Regions from separate parts of the Cyprinus carpio genome. Here region 2 is linked to region 1. The links are chromatin contacts, called in public Hi-C maps. All regions are on one chromosome and are shown on one strand. The core of a region is the stretch at or near the end of the contact, and the rest is flanking DNA. Distances in the headings are between cores, read along the strand shown. Region 1 holds the start of LOC109088966 (alpha-2 adrenergic receptor). Region 2 holds the start of LOC109088962 (E3 ubiquitin-protein ligase TRIM35-like).

What was found. Hi-C and Micro-C count contacts between places; a contact is called where the count stands out from the background.
Region 2: a Hi-C map of liver shows a contact between it and region 1, with 8 times the contacts expected there. The contact joins the promoter of LOC109088962 here to the promoter of LOC109088966 in region 1. A contact is called at or near these places in 5 of 8 Hi-C or Micro-C datasets (liver, red blood cells and skeletal muscle).

The regions. Positions count from the first base shown.
Region 1 is chrA14:10,970,997-10,975,598 of ASM1834038v1, reverse strand. It overlaps LOC109088966 (alpha-2 adrenergic receptor), which reads left to right and starts at 2,825. Exons shown (of 1, transcript XM_019103100.2): 1 at 2,825-4,602. The coding sequence starts at 3,394.
Region 2 is chrA14:11,161,138-11,165,739 of ASM1834038v1, reverse strand. LOC109088962 (E3 ubiquitin-protein ligase TRIM35-like) reads right to left here and starts at 2,040. Exons shown (of 7, transcript XM_042770651.1): 1 at 1,262-2,040. All of the region lies in intron 1 of LOC122133921 (SH2 domain-containing protein 4A-like), which reads left to right.

The sequences.
Region 1 (4,602 bases), core at 1,576-4,075:
TTTTTTTGATTTATTTTGTTTTTAAGGTACTAAATGATACGTATGATACTAGATTAGGTTTGCATTTTATTGATGCGGGCAGCTGATCACACCCGCTGGTCTGTTCGCAATAGTCAACACGCCCTACGATTATGCCGGGGGGGGGATTGAATAAAGACATTATCAGAAGTGAGTCCTAAGGGACAGAAAACAGGGGAAACAAAAACCAGCAGCACGCCACCTTCTCCTGACCGACTTGTGCAAACCTATCGCCGCAGATGGCGGGGTGACGAAATATGGCATAAGGCTAACGCGCTTTTTTGTCAGTCTGTTTTGTCATCAAAGTTCTCTCGGCTTAAATAGGCTTTTAAACACAGGCGTTTGAAATACCAAATCAAAGCCATGAAGCAGGGAAAACCAATCCTGCGTGTTTAGGCCTGGCTGAATGGAAAGGAACGAAGCACATCTCTCTCTCAACACTGGAAATTGGTCAGACCACACACGCGCCCAGCAGTCAGTTCCTACTCTTCGGCTGAACCCTGCCAAATAATGACAGCGTTGGCAGTTCTTCCCTGTCATAAACAGATCCACCTCTGTGGCGTGGTCTGGCCTCACAACACCCACACCATAAAGCCCTCCAAAGCACATTTGTTCCAGGAGGATGTGCAGCAGGTATTTCTTTTACATCTAAGGGCTATAAGTCGCTGTCTAGACACCGCAGGGGAATCAGAGGAATGCTTAAAGATCTAGAAGACTCTTTGGCAGCTATGAAAGCTTTGAGAAGATTTGAAGAGAACGGTGCCACTTAATTTCAGTCGTGACACTCAACTGCTGGTTCATTTGAGTCTTCCGACCACACACACTAATTGGCTTGCCTGGTGCACTGCATAATTAGATTTCTTCATAATTTGATTTTTTCACTGGAAAGTAGGCAGAAAATATTAAAATGAAAGACAAGGCACAGAAATATCATATCTGGGTATAATGAGACGTCAGAGCTAGACTAGTCTGAAATGATGATCTGGATAATCAATCAATCAATCAAATATGTTGTTACTGTATTGCACATAAAAAATATACTTAACTATGGAAAACATGTCAGCGTAAAACATTGTTATGGTTAAAAATTGGCTTTATTAACTTGAGGCAAAATATAATTTATTTTTGCTATCTTTTGATTATGTGAAATGTGACTTGTAAAAGTCTTGACTGGTTTTGTGAGACTATTTCTGTCTGTTTATGCCATGGATTTTGTTATTTCTGAGTATGTCTGAAAAGAATGATTTATACATAATGTCAAGGACAGCACTGATATTCAGATGAAAAAACAAAAACAGTATAAAACTGAGTTATCACATTTATATAAGCATTGTGAAAATAAAATAAAGCACAGATTGACATCATAATTTGATAGAATAACATTGAAAGATACATTGAAAACACTCATGTATTGTTTGAATACTCAGTTTTAATCAGAGACTGTCTGTTGTAGTCATAACCAGGGCAATTTTATTTTATATTCAGGTCATAAAATGTCTAAGCTCAGCAGAACCGTGGCCTGATTTTGAAGGCCAGTCAGTGTTTTTTGTTTTTTCAGCATATTTTAATTTTTGTTTTGGTGTTTTTGAAAATACTTTTCTGTATTTTAAACATTCAATCAGATAAATATTGCCTTTTGTGTTAATACATTGCATTGTGACATCTTAAGCTAAACGAATATATCTTTATACATTATATATATATTAAAAAAATCTAAAATAGTCACTGGATTTTTGTTGTGCTGTCTATACTGACACATTAACATTAAAAGCTGCATCAGCTATTTATTGTTCAAGTTATTTTTACACATAGAATGACCCAGAAATCAAAACAAACATAAAAATCACATGGGATAATCTAAGACAACAGCACCGAGGATGAGGTTACAACTGATGCTGAGAAACTTCAAGAAGTCCAAATTCAGTAAGCTTTGACAAATAGAATGTTTATCCCTCTCTCTCTTCCTCTGTGTATTAAATCTTTAATGATTCTGATCAGCAATCCAGATTTCCAAAAGTAAATCCAGAATCCATAATAATTATTATAACCTCAAGGGGCTCCGTTATTTTACTTTTACTTGGAATTTATTTATTTTATTTTCCATTCCACGAATAAAGGCCTTAAACTGGTCTTAAATCAAAGCAGAAAGTCTGTAGGTTCATAAAGTCATGGCATTAAATGTGTCATGCACTGCAAAAATGAACATCTTCCTCAGTATATTTGTCATCTTTTCCAACACAAATATCTCAACATCCTTAAATCAAGGTACATTTATTTTAAAATGCAAAATGAAGAAATTAAGTCTTTTTTTTTTTTTTTTTTGGAAACTGAACAAAATGAAGTCAATTTGTTCTTAAAACAAGAACAAATACTTGGCATTTGTGAATGAAAACTTGTTTTCAGTTACATACTTACAATTTTTCTGCGACCACTGGCCGATGATTGTTCTTATTTTAAATTATGAACGCACTTCACTATCAAAAACAAACATCACTATTTTTTTTAATTATTTATTTATTTATTTATTTTATGCGGTGAGATCAGAAGGTACAGTAAAAGGTATTTCCATATTCTAGTGGTTGGAAGCAAAGCTATTCAAGCCTTGGCATTTATTTTTTTATGAATCGAAAAGTGATTGTATTTTAAAACTCAGAAGTGTTACTTATACAACTTATTTTTTGCTCCCTTGATACTTGCATTTAGAGTCCAAATTGCATTCCCTTGAATTTATACCTTAAAATGTAATAACTTGGTCTTAAAAAGTCTTACATTTACTTTCATAATACCTGCAGAAACAATGTACCAACTTTATTATTATTATTATTATTATTATTAAATCTGCATAAAATGTCGTCTTTTTTGTTAATGTGTTAAGGATTTATGCAGGATTAAATGTCTAGTAAAAATTAATGTTACATTTTGGAATATGCTTTGCAATTTCTTTCTTTGTGATTATAATTCTCGTGCAAAATATACATTCACAATATATCCTCTGTGTGTGTGTGTTTAGCGATGGGTTGGACTAGAGCGTGACGTCATGTGATTATCCCCAGCTAGAGCTCACACATCTGCACGTTCAGTCCGGTGTGGAGAGCTAATGTGGAGAGCTGCGTGCGCCTCTCCGGAGCGCGCTTGACAGAACGCGCGCAGCGCATCTATTTTGGAGTTCTTTTCGCGCGTCAATTTGTTCGAATTGAAGCAGTTTGTGATTTTATGAATATCTGCGTGCACAATGAATAGCTGTTACGTTGCAAGCATGAGAAGATCGCGTCACCAGAGCGCACTGACAGCTCAAGTGTTTCAGTGCATGGGTGACACAACCTAACGCGTGAAGTCTGGAAAAACTAACCTGGCTGTCAGAAAGATGAACTCAGAATGGATGTAACTCAGTCCAATGCAACGAAGGAGGATGCCAACATCACCATCACCTCATGGCCGTACACGGAGACGGCAGCCGCGTTCATCATCCTCGTGGTTTCCGTCATCATTCTGGTCACCATTGTTGGGAACGTTCTGGTCATCGTGGCGGTTCTGACCAGCCGCGCTCTCCGCGCGCCACAGAACCTCTTCCTCGTGTCGCTTGCGTGCGCGGACATCCTCGTGGCCACGCTAGTCATTCCATTCTCCCTCGCCAACGAGATCATGGGACAATGGTACTTTGGCAGCACCTGGTGCGCGTTTTACTTGGCTTTGGATGTTCTGTTCTGCACTTCGTCCATCGTGCATCTGTGCGCCATCAGTTTGGATAGGTACTGGTCTGTCACCAAAGCGGTGAGCTACAACTTGAAAAGAACCCCGAAGCGCATCAAAAGCATGATCGCGGTGGTGTGGGTCATTTCAGCCATCATCTCGTTCCCACCTCTCATCATGACCAAGCACAACGAGAAGGAGTGTTTAATAAACAACGAGACCTGGTACATCCTCTCCTCGTGCCTGGTGTCGTTTTTCGCACCGGGGTTCATCATGATCACAGTGTACTGCAAAATCTACCGCGTCGCCAAACAGCGTTCGTCCACAGTATTCGTGGCCAAGAATGGGTTGGAGAGGCAGCCCTCCCAGTCCGAAACGTGCTTTGTGAGGAAAGATAAGTTTGAGAAAGAGTCTCCGAGCAGCAACAGCTCGGAAAGCAACCAGAGACGAGAGGAGCTAGATGATATCGACCTGGAGGAGAGCGCGACGTCCGACAACAAACCCAAGAGCTCGCGCTTCTCCAAGCGCAGTCGGGTGGACGGCGCGCGGTTGTTACCGGAAAGGGACTTGCCGGATCTCCTGGGTTTCAATTAGGGGAGGAGAAGAGAAAAGATCTAGGTGTGGTGTAGAAACAAACTGGCTCAGATGCGGGAGAAACGCTTCACCTTCGTTCTGGCTGTGGTTATGGGGGTGTTTGTCCTCTGCTGGTTTCCATTTTTCTTCACCTACAGTCTGAAGGCCATCTGCGGGCAGAGCTGCGAGCCGCCCGAGGCGCTTTTCAAGCTCTTCTTTTGGATAGGTTACTGCAACAGCTCAGTGAATCCCATCATTTACACGATTTTCAACAGGGACTTCAGAAAGGCTTTTAAGAAAATCGTTTGCTTGACTGCGCAG
Region 2 (4,602 bases), core at 791-3,290, 190 kb before region 1:
AGAGTTCTAAGTGGTTGGTAGGGTGTTGCTAAGGGCAACAGGCCACATGACATTTTTCATAAGCATAACACAAATTAGGAATCAAAGTTTAACATTTAGAGTTAAAGACCCCCTGTACTGACATGTCTATATGGTGTTTTTAATTTAGTTAAGGCAAGCCATGTGCAGAATATCAGACAGCACAACATCTTAACATTAAATCCTCAAACCAGAAATATACCAAAGACAGTCTCAAAAACTATCCTTGAGGGGACTCTCCAATGACGTTATTGTTTTTATACTGTACAAACCGTATAATCTGTCACCCTACACCTAAACCTACCCCTCATAGAAAACCTTCGGCATTTTTTTTTACTCATTCTGCATGATTTATAAGCTTGTTTCCACATGGGGACCTCAATTTAGGTCCCCACAGTGATATAAGTCCACATAAGTTGATGTGTATTTAGGTTTAAGTCCACACTGGGAAAGAAACACACACACACACACACACAAACACACACACACACACACACAAACACACACACACACACACACACAACCACACCACACACACACACACACACACACACACACACACACACCCACACACACCCACACACACACACACACACACACACACCGTGGTATGATACACACACACCACACACACACAACACACTATTAAACACACAAAATCTGCACTGTGGTATGATATGCTAAACGTCATCTAGAATGATTTCAAACAGCATTTTTCATTTATTTTATAATTATTAAGCATGCGATTTCATGAGAATATTAACTGAGAGACATATAATTATTCTTATTAGTTATTTTAAATAACTTTTTTAATACATTTTCTATTTTTTACTTTTTTATTGTTCATTTTATGCTATAGTATAATAAATGAATGTGCCTTGCCTATTTAAGATTTATTTGTTGGACTTTAGGATTTACAATAAGCTAGTGAAGACAAAAATTATTATTTTTTAAAATTGTTGTCCAGTTATACATAAAAGCTTAAAAGAATCGTAAATAGAGAGTCTATTGACATGTTATGCATCATTTACCCACATAGACACACAGGTTTTGGAGGATTAGCTCACTTTTGGGTACAAATTTGTCCCTAAAATATAGTAAAGTAGGTACACACCCACAAACAAGCTCCGAACAATCACACACACATACACATTTACACCTGTATGCAAATGCATAATTTCTTTAACTCTCTAGAACCCCCACCCCTTACATTCTGCCATTTTCCCCATTAATCGATTTATACCTTCCCTCCATTTTTATCATCCGTCTGGCAGGTCAGGCTCCATATATCCCGTAATTGCAGTACGAGTGTATATCTCCAGCCTCTGGTCCCAGTAAGCATGCCAGGAATCATTTCTCATGGGTGACTGGGACTCAGATGGTGGCAGGATTTCCTCCACTGAAGCTCTCATTCCCTCACTGGCCCTGCATGCACATTAATCAACATCCAGAGGAGAAATACCATATGCAAGATGCAACAGAGGGAAAAACTAATCAGAACGAGTGGTTAAGGTGATAGTTCACCCAAAAATGACAATTCTTTCATAATTTACTCAGCCATTTACCCATGAAACTGACTGTGCAATCAATCAAAATAAAACATTAAGGTTACGATTATGGCTGCTGCGATTAATATAACAAAAAAAGTGACATCAAAGTTGCAAATTATCAAATTATTACGCAATTGTTTTGCATCGGTTGAAATTTATAAACAGTGCAGCAATGGCAAATCAGAGGTGGTAATATTAGTCTACAAGCCTATTAGATGACAACCAGACCTGCTGATTGAGTTGTTGCACACGTGCATGTTTTATTTTTCATCTCATAAAAGTTTTGATAGTCTTTCACAACTTTATTGGATGTCTAATGAGTTACAGTGGGTATAGAAAAGAATCACCACCCTTTAAAATAATAACATTTTGTTGCTTTGCAGCCTGAAATGAAGATGGACACTGTTTTGTTTTGCCAGCTGTATATATTCAGAGCAACTTATAACATCCAAATGAAAGATGTAACACCAACATGTCAAAAAAAATAAAAATAAATAAAACAGAATCACTGAGTTAGAGAAAGGATCACCCCACCCCCAACCCCCAACCTCCCCTAGAAATTACTTATATACTCAGTCAGGTGTAGCTAATTACCTTCTCCATGGCACACAAAGCCATTGACTTTCAACTGTGATAAGCTGTGGTCATTTTGATTAGTAAAAATCAACTTTAGCATTCAAGTCACTGTCAGTGCAACTGAAGCAAACAATCAACTATAGGTGGCAAGGCACTGTCAAAAGATCTCCGATAAAGTTCAGGACAGGCACAAGTCAAGAGATGGATCCAAAAAAATAAAAAATTTAAGGGTTTATCAATGGCTAGAAGCACAGTGAAGTCTATTATTAAGAAGTGGAAGGTGTTAAATACAACACAGACTCTCCCTGGATCAGGACGTCACTCCAAACTGGATGAAAGACACAGGAGGAAACTGATCAGAGAGGTGACCAAGAGGCCGATTTATGACAAATTTATGACAAAGAGTGGTCATTGTGTGTATGTGACAACAATATCACAAATTCTCCACAAATGTGGCTTGTATGGGAGGGTTGCAAGAAAAAAAGACACTCCTCAAGAAAGGCCTCATGCAGTCACGACTGAGTTTTGCCAAAACACACCTGAAGATTCTGAGGCAGAAGAGGCTAAAATTATTTGGCCACAACACCAAACGGTATGTCTGGCAGAAATCAAATACAACTAACTATCTAAATAACAGCATTCCTCCTGTAAAGCACGGAGGTGGTGATGTCCTGTTATGGGGGGTTTCTCTGCAGCAGGGACTGGAGCACTTCAGGATAGAAGGAAAAATGTATGGGGAAAAATACTGTCAAATTCTTGAGGAAAATCTGCTGTCCTCTGCCAGAAAGTTGTCAATGGGAAGAAGGTTTTCCTTCCAACATAACAATGGCCCAAAGCACACAGCAAAACTGAGCTCACAGTGGTTGAAGGAGAAAAAGGTGAATGTCCTTGCATGGCCTACCCTTTTTGAAAAATAAGTTTATTCAAGTTATTCATGCTATAAGTATACTTTTAAACTGAAAATAGGAAAGTATTTCAGTCTACTTTTTATGTACTTCTCAGAAACATACTTAAAATGACATTTAAGTATACTTGACTTATATTTAGCAAAAATCTAAATATATTTGAGCTATACTTGTGCTCGGGGAATCCATGTTTTCATTGTTATACTGTTATTACACACCTTCTGTACAGAATTTCTAAAACACAAGCGAAGAAGAAATCAAAACAACAGATGCTTCCACATGTAATCTAACACGATCATCAGACAATCAAACTGAACTGAACTTGATCTTGGGCAAATACTGCACAGTCTAGATGTGCAAAGTTAGTAGAGACAGAGACAAATCCTAACAGACTAAAGGCTGTCATTAAAGCAAAAGGTGGTCCAAAAAAAAAAAAAAAAAAACTAATACAAGGTGGTGATCCTTTTTCCAACTCAGTGATTGTTTTTTTTTTGTGTGTTGTTTTTTTTTTTCATTATTTATGTTGATGTTATATTTTTCACTTGCATGTTATAAGTTGCACTGAGTAAATACAGCTGGATAAAAAAAAAAAAAAAAAAACTGTGTCCGTCTTCATTTCAGGCTGCAAAGCAACAATATGTGATCATTTTAAAGGGGTGATTCTTTTCTATACCCACTGTTAATAGGAGACAATTATTTTTGGCTAAAGCCTTTATTATGTAACATCTTCATAGGGTGCAACTAAATATTTCTGAAATCTCCAAACTTAAACAGAGAGAGAAAAAAAAAATTATATAAGCTTTTGGCTTTGGGGGCTTATGTGGTTGATTTATTTATGAGAAAGAACATGCTAATGTTTTTCAATCATTACTCATCATTCTCTTAATAATATAAAACCACAAAACTCAAAACAAAAAAAAACCTAAAAAAAAAAAAAAAAAAAAAAAATAAAAAAAGAAACCAAACAAAAAAGCTAATTGAATATTATTATTATTATTTCTTTTTTTTTTAAAGATGCACTCCTATAAAAATAATTTGAATAAAAGCCCAACTAAATATACATCCAGAGTAATTGTTCAGAGTTTACAGCAGTAACCAAAACCAGGATTAGATGCATTACTAAAGCTGGAAGAACAGGGAGTCCAGCCAATTTCCCAGCCTGGATTAAAGTGAGAGGAGGTTAGTGAACTCACACTGGTCTGGGTCTGAATCTGTAGGAAGCCCGGCTGGGCGTCCCACTGACCTGCTAACTGAACTGAACGCAGGCTGCAGGATTTCAAACCCACATGATAAACAATCACAAAGTGAATTTACAGCTGCATGCAAGACTGGAGGAGATTTATTGCGTGAGACCACTTGGATCTCATGGGGTTTAAGTTGTATCCTTAGAAACAACAGCATCTCTTAAAGAAATAATTCACCCAGAAATGAAAATTTGTTTAAATTTTACTCACCCTCAGGCCATCCAAGATGTAAATGAGTTTGTTTATTCATGGGAACAGAAATTTAGCATTACATCACTTGCTCACCAATGGATCCTCTGCAGTAAATGG